2 separate regions of the Triticum aestivum genome follow, and region 1 is linked to region 2. The links are chromatin contacts, called in public Hi-C maps. All regions are on one chromosome and are shown on one strand. The core of a region is the stretch at or near the end of the contact, and the rest is flanking DNA. Distances in the headings are between cores, read along the strand shown. Region 1 holds the start of LOC123120446 (scarecrow-like protein 9). Region 2 holds the start of LOC123120443 (cytochrome b5).

Region 1 (6,782 bases), core at 2,655-5,154, 310 kb before region 2:
TGGTATTTATTTAGCATTTTCCCTTCGGTACAACCAGACTAGCACAAATTAGTTTCCATGCATAAAATATGATAACCATGGAACACGCTCTACATAGCATATATGGATGTCAACACCCTTATTTTTTTAGCTTTCTAGACACACGATAACGTGAGTTTCGAAAGTTTCTGACTGGATAAATTAATAGAACCGTAGAGAGAAATTAAGTACAGGTATCAAAGCCCTTGAGTTGTGACAACACATAATCTTAAACAAATTAGCGGCATGAAACTGTGAATCCCAAAGTGTGTGAAACGGGATCGTGCCAATTTAGTTGACAAGCTCATGAGCTTTATTAACTTACCTACTTAACTATTAGTCATGAAAACTCACAAGTAACCTCATGTCTTGCTTAATTATTTCATACAACAATGCAATTGGGTGCTTCAGTTAGTTGTCTGATCAGATTACAATAATGAGCATCAAACAACAAGAACCAGACATGGCTCTGACCTTTGTTAGGCTGATGATGATAAAATGACTGCTACAAAAAACATATATCCCCATTGAATTGATGATGCCGAACCCAAACTCATTCTTATTAGCATAGATATCATACACTCAAGGAAGTCAAAAGTAAAAACCTTATGATACTGGGCACTTGATTAACTTATTAACTAATATAGAAGCTGTGATTTGGTTACTGCTAATTAGGATGGTCGTAGAAGTAACTAGAATGAAGAAAAGTAGGAATTAAATAAAGTAACAGTACCATGGCCAAGGGAGAGCTCAACCACTGCTCCTTTCCTCTAGGTTATCTTAGTACTGGCTAGTGGCTACATAGTCATAGATGCAACTACACTGAATTCGTATACAAGCACCCACATTAATCCAGTGCAGTGTGACAAGAGTCCTGTCATTCTTCAAGCCAATTCCTGGAGAAAAAATATTTTACGACATTGTCAAATTTCTGCTCCAAGAATCTATTGCACGTTCTTGAAAACCACAGTGCCAAAGATACATAGAGTTACACCATCAATTATTACAAATATTGTTGCACCTAAACAACCACTTACTAATACTATTGCACTTAAGAAAAGCCCAGTGCATACCTTGGAATACTGGTGACTTGGCCAAGCTCTGCCTTCAACAATGGTGTAAGAGACATGCAGACGAAGAACCTAACTGTTATTATGCTTCCATGTAGTTATAGCATAAATTATCCTTCCTTTCCACCCTTGGAGGAGCCATCCACTGTCTTCGTCTATGACAAAATCTTTGTGATATATATCTTTCACTTTGTCTTTGGCTTTTATCACAATGTCCTGGTTTAGCGGAGACTGAACAAATCCAGCCCTCAGGTTCCTGACTTGCCACTGTTTATATGTCTCTGGCCTCTCGACTCTGTCTGAGCCCTCACATGCAATCACATTGAGTGCCTCTCGGCCAAAGAGATCCCTCTCTATGAGCCTACGCTGGTCATCATCCCGCGGCACAGTTGCCTCAAGCATGTCAAACAATGCAGAGAAATGGAACAATGCCTCACGGAAACGTGTGATGAAGAAAGGAACACTGTATGACCCATTCACAATCCCATGGATGAAAATTGCTGGATTCACTTGCCTTATAGTGTTGAGCACCCTATTCCTAGGGCTGTCTACAGCCACTGTTTCGTCAATAAGATTTCTGAAACGGTACAGGCAATTAACAATCACCACTTCGTCTTTGCCAACCTTGAGATCCTCAGCACGGATGGTTTCCCACTTTGATGCTATGCCATGGTACTCAAAAGGCACCTCAAACTTCTTGGCATACTCTGCAAGCCTCTGTCCCGTCTCTTCGATGCGCTCGGTAGGGCGGAAACCGGGCTCGGGTACATCAATTCCCGTGATGCGAAGAATTGGTGGACCACCTTCCCTCTTGGAGAGACGCCTGATGAGGCATGGCCATTGGAGGCCAAAATAAATGCCGAAGTCAATTATGTGCACCTTCTTTGCATTTTTTGTCATGCTCAAGATTGTTTGATTGGAGAGGAAATGTGAGAGCCTCTTGAATGGGCATGCTGCAAAGTAAAGATGGTACGCCTTAAGCATGTCGGACGCGGTTGTCCGCTTTGCTACAAGCCTATGGTACTGCTGGCTCCCTGTGCCAGCCAAGCGAGCCTCGAGACCCTGTGCAAAGCAAAACGCCAGCCTCTGGCTGCCATCCCCATTTACCTTGGAATGCTGTTTTATTTGCTTTAGCAACTCATTAGCAGTTCGGCGGTCATCAGCTGCCACTGCCTGTGCACAGTGGATGAGGATGGTCCTAAGGTCCACCACATCATTTTTAGTCGGCTTCCTGCCCCGTGTCTTCACCCCAGTTGTTCCTTTCGTTTGAATGACCTGAGAATTCTTGGAAGCTTCGCTGCGCATCTTTTCTCGCAGAACTGTAGCCTTTTTTTCAGTTTGACGAAACAAATCATCAAACATCTCAACCCAATCATCAGGCTCATCGGAACAGAATGCAGATTGTTTAATGTTCCGTCCTTCTATCAAGTCAAGATCTTCGCTCTGTCTGTTTTTCTTGGCCTTCAAGACCTCTGTCCTGCTCACATTGAAAGGAATGTCTTTCACTGCTTCTTGAGGCTTTGAGACACCAGCAGCTTCTAAATCAATCACTAGCTTATCACCACCAGGGAGAAACTTCTGTGCTTCCTCGACACCTCTCCTGAAATCCCAAGTTGGAAGGCTCTCGAACAAATACTCGGGGATCCTGCCGTTGGTGATCAAAGGATCTTCTAGTGACTCTGCTGCATCAGAAACACCACTTGGTGGGGCAACCAGTGGCTGAGAAGATCGGCCACACAAGCCGCGATAAGCTTCCAGCTGCTCAGAGTGTCCAACATTATGGCACTGGTTGCTATGAACCGCACCACCGATGCTGCCGCTAGTACCCACACTGGACAAGGACTGGGCATGACCGCTGCTGCTGCTCTCACTGGGGCTGTCCAGGGACCAAGTCGTGAGCGTGCGGTCAGGGGACGGCGGGAACTTGTGCCCAAGGATGTCATAGAAGGGCTTTGCGGTAGCACGGAGAGTGGCTGACTCCTCCTGGTACACGCTGACCTTCTCATCAATGTCCTCCTCCATGAGCATCCGGCTGATGTAGTTGAGCGACTCATCCGAGATGAACTCCCAGTCTTCGGGGTTGTCAGTCTCTGTGTTGGTGGCCCTGGAGAGGGTGGCCACGGGAGCATTGTGACTGGGTTCCGCGGCCACATGGTGTGGGATCACCGGCTGCGGATCATTGAACATGAAGTACTCTGGTGCTCCGCAGAACTGAATCATTGAGTGGATCAGTGAGCCTGAAATGGTCTGGTGCTCCACAGAACCTGCCAAACACCATGAAATTCTTCAGTCAGTGAGAAGATGTCAAGTGATCGAGTTTTGGGGACTTGTGTGAGTGAACTATCTATTTGACCTCTGAGCAGAAAATAACAGGAAGGAAAACACTAGAGCGCTGCAGTTCACGGACTTCGCAGGCTGGTGGCGATGACAGGGAGATCACGGACTGACGCTGGCGCCATGCTCACCTGAAGGCATCGACCCTTGGCGAGGTGGGCGGTGGCGGAGGGACCTCGCGGCCGCGAGGCCGAGGCCGGTGAGGTCCTGCGCGGGCGGGGCGGCGTGCGCGCGATCGCGGGGAGGCTGCGGGGTCGATGTCATCGCCTGCCGCCTCGTCGCCGCCGCAGCCGGGCCTCCGGTAGCCGCGCGGGATCGGCGGGGGAGGAGAGAGGGGCGCGGCGAGGGGCAGACAGAGAGAGAGAGGGGGGAGAGAGGTGATTTGATTGGGAGGGGGATCAAGTGTGCGCGGCTGAGCAGAGGTATTCCTCCTTTTGCTCAGTTCCCCAGCGGCGAGGTCTCTTGGCAGTTGGACCCGGAGCTAGTAAAAGGAAAAGAAATCTCGTCCCGTGATGGTGGCTGGCTAATAAGTAAGTAGAGTAAAAGATAATCGAGGTCTCAGAGATTTCCAGAACCTCGATGATGGTGGCTCCTGCATGTGAGGGTTTTCCTCTTTTCAGCACCGCGAATGCGACCCCCCCTCCGCAGGATTACGCTTGATTACACCCGCCAAGCAAGAGTTGGAGAAACACCCTCTGCCTTGTGAGGAAAATACATTTGGGTCTGTTTAGGACACATCTAGATGTGACATAGTTACGTCACATTTAAGCTAATGTTCACTTTGTTTGAGGTCTATTTTTTTTTGTCCTAGTTTTTTTGTTTTTTGTTACTGCATTATATATTTTGGGAGTTTAGATGTGACATCCTTAAAAAATATCTAGATGTGAACTAGCCAAACCGAATACATTTTTGGCACGTGTGCTGATGGGGCACGGCCTACACCGTCGTTCATCTGCACTGTGATCTGAATTTTTTTAAATGATTTTAGATCTATTATAAAAGTTTATCGAAATACAGACAATCTGAGACATAATAGAAATTACATCGAGATTTTAAGACCACCGAACGACCACTACTGCCGTTAGAAAGAGTCATCAACGCGATGTCCTACCATAGCCAGCTTGACCTGGTTGATGACAGCTGAAAAATCTTTCTGTGCGTGCCCCTAAGGACCAACGCACTGGAGTCGCAGTCGTCATTGTTGAACCCTTGTATATAGATCTAAAGCACCTAACACCAAATCTCGCCACATTACGAGAAACCCTAACCTCATCACCCCAAGGAGATGTCATGAATCTACGCCAGAGCTCTGTCGACTACGTCTAAACGGACGAACTCAAGAAGAATCGAAGCACAAAAGACAAACTCGAAGAAAAGGTGTCGCCATCCGTCCGAGCGTCGCACCTGTGAGGACTAAAAAATCTAACTTAAACTACTAACAGGAGCGGAGGCACCGAGGTTCTCCTCACCGCCATCTGCTGTCCGAGCGGCACACAGAGGGGAGGCGAATCCACGGGCTCTTCGATGAAGTCTGGATGGGAAAGTTTTCCCTAGCCGCTTAGGGTTAGGTGGGGAAATGAGAGGAAGTCCCCTTGTTGTCTTGTCTTTATCAAAAAACTCCTTCGACGGTAAATTGCTTGAAATATAGATAAAACTAGGAAGTCTATTAATACGAGACAATATACATGATGCTCTTGTCCTAGTGCATGTAGGTGCTAAAACCGTCGGATCTCGAGTAGGGGATCCCGAGCCGGTGATATGGGAATGATGGTAATAGGAAGAATAGGGACACGATATTTATCCAGGTTCGGGCCCTCTCGAAGAGGTAAAACCCTACGTCCTGCTCATGTTATATTAATTGTGGATGGGGTATAAAGTACAGTATGATCTACCTCGAGATCGTATGAAGGGGTTCTAACCTCTAAACCTTGAAAAGCTTGCCTCTATGGACTAAACCCCACGGCTTATATAGGCACCAATGGCATCTAGGGTTTACATATGGTCGGTTACGACATGGGGATAAACATGTTGATTATTCAAACACGCCTTGGAGTATACGCCAAGTCTTCGGAGGTCTCCATCTTGGTTATGCCAGGGGCATGGCACATGGATCCCATTCTTCAATTGTTTGTGGCTCGTTGGCCTGGCCCATGAACAGTAGGCCGACGTGGTGTGCACCCCCTATTTCAGGACATCGTCAGTAGCCCCTGAACTTGTCTGCAAACCAAGGATAGGAGCTCCTTCCTCTGGGTAGCTTCATTATCTTGGTCTTCGGCTTTCTAGGCGAGTTCGATCCTTCACGTCGGCCCTCGGATTCCTTATAGCTTCTTTCATTCTATCCCACGCAAGTAATAGTGTCTCACGTTCTTCCTGCTTGTAACCTGTAATCTGATAACGTAATTGCATAATCTTTGCAGGTGGACAAAACTTAGATAATAATTTACTGCAACAATCATCCCAAGAAGTAATACTGCCTCTAGGTAGATCTAGAAGCCATTCCTTAGCTTTTCCTCTCAAAGAGAAAGGAAATAGACGCAACTTCAGAGCGACAGGGTCGCAATCTTTAATGCGTGTCATGTTGCACAATTCACTAAAATTATGCAAGTGCATACCGGCATCCTCAGAAGCAGAGCCACCAAATTGAATCTGTTGAACCATGGAAACTAGGTTCGGTTTGATCTCATATACTCAGCGGCTGCAACATCATGTTGTGTTATAGGTAGATGCATGAAGTTGTTGCTGTGAATTGCAAAACTCCCAAGATTATGAGCCATAGTAATCTTTTCGGTTTTTCTCAATTGACAAAACTTGCAACAAAATAAAAACTAAAACTAAGAAAAAGTAAAAACAAAAACTGAAAATTAACTTTAACAAAAACTCTAAACACAAATACTAGGAATACAAAACTCCTCCCCGGCAACGACACCAGAAAAAGTGCTTAATACGTCCTTTTATTGATCTGGTAATGGAACAGAAAAGTGCAACCCACACCTATTTCGCAAAGGTGACCCTGGGTTATCGAACCCACGAGAGGAAGATGCCCTTGGAGCAATGGTCTCTAGTAAGCTTATGTTAAAATGTCAAATCCAGCTTTTGACCGGATCAAGCAAGCAAATAGTGATTCAAGCACTTATATTAAAAAGATGTACGGGTATGAGGTATTAATGCTTACAACCATGTATTTGTGTTGGGACCAGATATGATCTTAATTTGTGCGCTGGAAGTCACCCATCGAGACGTGCTTGTTACGAATCGAAGTGGGGGATGTGTCCAAACAACATCTTGACTGGCACGAGTCCTACATCAATAACAGTTGTCCTACAGCAAGCCCTATCCGTCGCGTGGGGTTGCCTCGATAAT
Region 2 (6,210 bases), core at 2,623-5,122:
ATTCAAGACGGAGGGAGTATGAGCTAATACTGTTCGTGAAATAAGAAAGGGGCAGAATCAGTGGTTCTAGTACAGAAGGGCCAATTTTGCAATGCCACCGGACATGCCTTATATTACTTACTCTTTTGTGCTTATACAAGAACTAGGTTCCATCAAGTACTACTAATACAAATATATCTCTAGGCTAATAGATCCTACACATGCAAAGAAACAAAGAAAGAGGATCGCAATGGTGGAACCAAAAAATCAGAACAACAGAAGCCAATATCACTACCACTACTGGCATTCAGGTACCGTATGGGCTAGATAGAAAACAACAGCTAAAAAAAGGAGCAAATATGCAAGCAACCGTGGATATCTACACCTCACATTTTTTCTACAAAGACATGAAACATCTCCACAAAATTAATCTACATGGCTAAGCACATAATGGTTGATGCAGTGCAAGAACTTGATACAAGCTGGATACAAAAGCAAGATACTCGGCCACACTCGGCTGGACACTCACTGAACAACCTGAATATTGAGTGCACTATCCAAACTCCACATATATTCAAGGAGCAAGGATTTGTTCCAATACAGTGCATGTGAAAAGAACTAAAGATGACAGGGGACGACAATAAAGTTCATTGAAACAAAAGGATTGGTTTCCTGAGCAAAGTTTCCAGAACAGCTAGAATCAGATAGTGAGTAGTATGACTCATTTTCTCGTAAGAGGGCAAACAATATGCTGGTGCTGTGTGGAAACTAATTAGTTTACGAGAAGGAGCTGGTGGTCTAGGCGAACACCAGATAGATCTTTTTGCACCATACAAGATGACAAATTGGTCTATGAGAAGGAGTTAAACATCCTGTGCAGCAAGGAGTAAAACATCTAGAGGGGGCAAACAATTTTAAAATCACTATCACAGCATTTGAAATCACAACAATTTATCCATTTTATATTTAGTTAATAAACCTTGGTCTAAACTTGTGAATTTTCATCAATTATGTGTATGACTTCGTATAATGCACAACTTTGGGTGATGGTCACACCTTGAGTACACTTTAATCATGTCTGCTCCAAAATGATGTAATTTCAGTACTTAGACGTTTCAGTGTCAGCAATAATGGTGTTGTCGTGTAGGATGCTTATCTAAGCAACTTTGGGTGATTGCCAGAAATACTTGCGAGCAAGCTGTGATCTCCAAAACACTGATATTTACAACTGAAGATATCAAATATTTACAATATCCCCACCAAAAAATTTGTCTAGGTCGCGGAGGCTGAGGGCGGCAGCGCGCCAGGCTGTGTTTGCCTCGCCTTGTAGCGCCAGACATGTTTTCTTCCAAAACATCGTGACTATTTTCAACTTCGGTGCTTAATTTTCCAAGGCATCGAGGAGAATGCATACCAATGCACCAACACCAAAGAGCAATTTCAGTCCCATCAATTTAAGTTTCACAACAAAACTTGGTCCCATCATTTTCAGTTTCACGACAAAACCGTTGCAACATTCAAACTCACCACACGGTACATTGGAATGGATACATCACACGACAAACTACTAACTTATTCAACACCTTAAAGCTATTTTCCCCCCATAACTCAGAGAACAGTGCCGCCGCCGGTTAAGCCGATTCCGACTTGGTGTACATCCTAATGGCGACAGCCAGACCAAGTATGGCCAGGGGGACCAGGAACTGGAGGATCTTGATGATGAACTCGGGGGTCTTGTCTTGGTTGTAGTGTGGTTGCTTCGGCGGAGCGTACTTCGTCCGGGCAGGTATCGTGGCCGTGTCTATGTCACCGACATAGTACTCGTCCAGCATCGCACGGGCGGTGCTGCTGTGCCCGACATCCTCAAAGTCATCGGTTGCGTCCTTGGCTGTAAAAGGGCCAACGTGTTAATGCAAATTATTAGGCTAAATCACAAGTTCACAACCTCTGCAAGCATGGCATGGCAAGAAGGTGTTACCAGTCGAGGACAACAGTACATCATCACCTCCAGGGTGATCCTCCAAAAACTTGGTCACATTGTATACCTGAACATTAGAACACAGTGTCAATGATTGTTTTTCTCAAGGAGGAACAAAATTTATAACCATTCTCCTCTAAACAAAATTTATAACCATTGTAAGCCTCACTACTGACATAAAAGTAACGGCGTTAATTAAAGAGCATTGCCACATTGCTCCTGCCATGTATAACAAGTACAAGAAGAAAGCAGCCCTTTCAACGTGAATAAAGCCTTTAAATCTGTCTTTATGAAATATAAGCCTGCTTATAGAGAACTTCCAGGTTCCGAAGAAAGATAAACATGAAAAATTCACATTAAACTACACCAGTTCGCAAGGCTTAAACAAAAATAAAATGAGTTTTTTTGGGCTAAAATAAATGTTAAAGACTTGCTTTTCATTGGTACACATGGATAAAGGGTACTGATGAACATAATTTAAAATATTTTGCATCCTTATATTTAAATGCGCACTGTAAGATGATATCTTAAGCCAAGACCTAAGTATTGTTACTGTAAGGCAGATTTTTTGGATGCATAAAACATGAAAAATAAAACTATGACAAAAGATTCAGAGTTATGTCCAGAACTCAGATGGAGAAATGGAAAAAGTTAACAAATGCGATTCTTACGGGGGTAAAATATAGTCTAGAGAATGGAGAATGAATCTCAATTGGTCTGGGACCTGAGAGTTTAGTTCTCGTCTGAAAGACTGAAACTGTGGACAAAAATATCATCTAATCACCGGTAAGTAACCTTTTGTTTTTTCCTAGAAAGGGCAACATAACACTCGAGAACCAAACATGCAACTATTTTTACATAGCAAAAGGTAATTAACTAGTGAATCTACGGCAACCAAATGGGCAAATCTTTTTTGCCTACCAGGTCGAGCAGGATCAACTAGAAGAAGGTTGCACGGCTATATAAACGCAATTTATCGGTTCTGACCTTGTGTGCTGGTCTGGACTGTGGTTGTATCGGTACTCTGGCTTTTATGTATATAAAAGCGGGGTGAAAGCCTAGTTTCTTTTGACTAGGATCAGAAAATTATATAAACTCGCTAAAAGTGTTCCGACCTTGTATAAAGCGGGGTACTCACTAATTTATCGGTTCCGACGGGTGGAAATTCTGGAAGTAAACCAGTGTGTAATCTCTCAGACCAATTCACAATTCAAAGAGTTACCAACTCTTGTCTGGATATTTACCCCAGGAATCGCTCGTCGTGTACTAAACCAAACTGATTCTTCTTCAACATATAACCAATAACTCAAGTAATAGTCCGACGGTACCGTGCAGATCTGCAGGCGGATGTACTCTAATCGTACCAGGCCAGCACGTAACATGTATCAATTGCTTAGCCAAATGCTTTGGCAAATCGATTAGGGCATGTTGTGCTGCAAGCTACCAGTATCGCGACCCTCCGAGAGAAAGAAAGAAAGACTGAATCTTGACGTAACAATAATCGCAAGGAAACAATCAGGAGGACCAGCGGGGAGAAGATGCGTGCGTATACCTTGCCGGCGATGATGAGCCAGCAGTCGTCCTTGGTGTTGTGCTTGGACACCTCCTCCAGGGTCAGCGCCGCCTTGGACATCTTCCTCCTGCTTCTCCTCTGCCTGGCTGAGTTGATACGAGACTGGGATTCGCAGCCGCAGATCCGCAAGAACTCAAGCTGCTGCTGCTGCTGCCGCTACCTGAGAAGAATCCGGCAGGGAAAGGTCGGTGGCGATGCGATGTGAATCTGGCTGGGGATACGATTGCGCTTCTCTCCTTTTTATAAAAAATCGCGAGGAGACGAGAGGGAGCGCTCGGCAACAACCACAAGTCCAACTCCACCCCGAATTGCGTTTCTTCCTCTTGTTGTTCTTCTTGGCGTCCCGTTCCGACTCCACCTACCAAAGTGGCCATCTGGGCTGGGCCAGGCAGGCCGGCACGTTAGCCTGCGTGCCCGGCCCGTGGTGGGCCTGCATCGGCACATGGCCCGCCTAGGGCCGTGCCTGGGCCGCGAGGCTGGGCATGCGTGTCCGCACAGCACGGCCCGTTTACTTTAAAAAAAACAGATTTTTTTTGTATATTAGCCTAAAAACAGCACAATAGGCCCAAAACAGCCCAAAATCAGACGGGCTGGTGGGCTAAATGCGCCGGTGGGCCGGCCCGTTTCCTTGCTATGACGTGTCTGGGCCAGGGAGCACAGCACGTCGGTCCGGCACGGTTCGTGTAGTTAGCGTGCCTGCCCCGTGTAACCCAGGTCGGGCGTATCATGTCAGCCCATCTGGCCAGGTTTGCACGTACTCAGCTGAACCAAATTCTTTTGTGTGGACCCGCCTGTCTAGTTGAAGCGAGGAAGGAGTAGTTTCTTTACTAAGAAACTAGTTCTATTATATTATATGTAAAGGTTTATCAAAAGTATAAAGCACCGTAAACATAATAAAATTTACATTGAGGACCTTATGCCATCGAACGAGCATTACCACCCTAAAGGAGCTGCTGACTTGTCGTTGTTGTTGCCTATTTACTAGAGTCAGCTTGACCTTATCGATAACAGCCGAGAAGTCTCCATGCACGTGCCCCTAAGGGCTAGTGCCCCAAATCCGCATTTGTCGTCATGGAACCTTGAATCGATCCAAATCGCCTCACACCCTCGTCGTCTCAAAGAGACGACAGGAATCTACGTCGGAGCTTCGCCGACTTTGTCCCAATGGACAAACTCGAGGAGGACCATAGCCCAAAAGATAAAGCATGTTGAGCAATGTATCAAGAATGCTATTACAGGAAAAAAATCAACATGCATTATATTTATGGCAAGTACTAGAATATAGGTTTCCTTTTCAACAAGCCCTCCAACTTATTACCACCTTTTTGCCTTCCTTGGGATGATAGGTGGCAACACATTTGCACTATCTAAGATTACTTGCCCCATCTCCGGCTCTGACTTAGGACGAAACTCAACTTCTTCTTTCAAGTTTTCCTCGTCTTGCCTCCAAGGTTGGGCCATTGGAAGCCACCTTTGGTGTGCCATATACATGATTTTTTTACTTCAAGCAATCGTTGACTACTTGTTGTTGGGGAACGTAGTAATTTCAAAAAAATTCCTACGCACACGCAAGTTCATGGTGATGCATAGCAACGAGAGGGGAGGGTGTTGTCCACGTACCCTCGTAGACCGACAGCGGAAGCGTTATCACAACGCGGTTGATGTAGTCGTACGTCTTCACGATCCGACCGATCAAGTACCGAACGTACGGCACCTCCAAGTTCTACACACGTTCAGCTCGATGACGTCCCTCGAACTCCGATCCAGCCGAGTGTTGAGGGAGAGTTTCGTCAACACGACGGCGTGGTGACGATGATGATGTTCCACCGACGCAGGGCTTCGCCTAAGCTCCGCGACGGTATTATCGAGGTGTAATCTGGTGGAGGGGGGCACCGCACACGGCTAAAATATCGTATATCAAAGTGTGTTCTTAGGTGCTCCCCTGCCCCCGTATATAAAGGAGCAAGGGGGAGGCCGGCTGCCCTAGGCGCGCCAAGGAGAGAGGGGGAGTCCTCCTCCTAGTAGGAGTAGGACTCCCCTTTCCTAGTCCTACTAGGAAAGAAGGGGGGGAAGGAAAAGAGAGGGAGAGGGAGAGGGAAAGGGGGCTGCGCCCCCTCTCCTAGTCCAACTAGGACTCCCCTTGGGAGGGGGCGCGCCACCTCCTGGCTGCTGCCCTCTCTCTCCCTCAAGGCCCACCAAGGCCCAATACTTCCCCGGGGGTTCCGGTAACCCTCCGGCACTCCGGTTTAATCCGAAACTTCTCCAGAACACTTCCGGTGTCCGAATATAGTCGTACAATATATCAATCTTTACGTCTCGACCATTTCGAGACTCCTCGTCATGTCCGTGATCACATCCGGGACTCCGAACAACCTTCGGTACATCAAATCACATAAACTCATAATATAACTGTCATCGTAACTTTAAGCGTGCGGACCCTTTGGGTTCGAGAACTATGTAGACATGACCGAGACACCTCTCCGGTCAATAACCAATAGCGGGACCTGGATGCCCATATTGGCTCCCACATATTCTACGAAGATCTTTATCGGTCAGACCGCATAACAACATACGTTGTTCCCTTTGTCATCGGTATGTTACTTGCCCGAGATTCGATCGTCGGTATCTCGATACCTAGTTCAATCTCGTTACCGGCAAGTCTCTTTACTCGTTCCGTAAT

What was found. A called contact is a pair of places that touch in the nucleus more often than the background predicts.
Region 1: a contact with region 2 is called in a Hi-C map of leaf, with 7 times the contacts expected there. The contact joins the promoter of LOC123120446 here to the promoter of LOC123120443 in region 2. A contact is called at or near these places in 2 of 5 Hi-C or Micro-C datasets (both in leaf).

The regions. Positions count from the first base shown.
Region 1 is chr5D:244,509,065-244,515,846 of IWGSC CS RefSeq v2.1, reverse strand. LOC123120446 (scarecrow-like protein 9) reads right to left here and starts at 3,904. Exons shown (of 3, transcript XM_044540441.1): 1 at 3,554-3,904; 2 at 1,092-3,352; 3 at 551-914. The coding sequence starts at 3,686. The coding sequence ends at 1,161.
Region 2 is chr5D:244,204,556-244,210,765 of IWGSC CS RefSeq v2.1, reverse strand. LOC123120443 (cytochrome b5) reads right to left here and starts at 3,872. Exons shown (of 3, transcript XM_044540439.1): 1 at 3,510-3,872; 2 at 1,958-2,024; 3 at 1,409-1,867. The coding sequence starts at 3,590. The coding sequence ends at 1,611.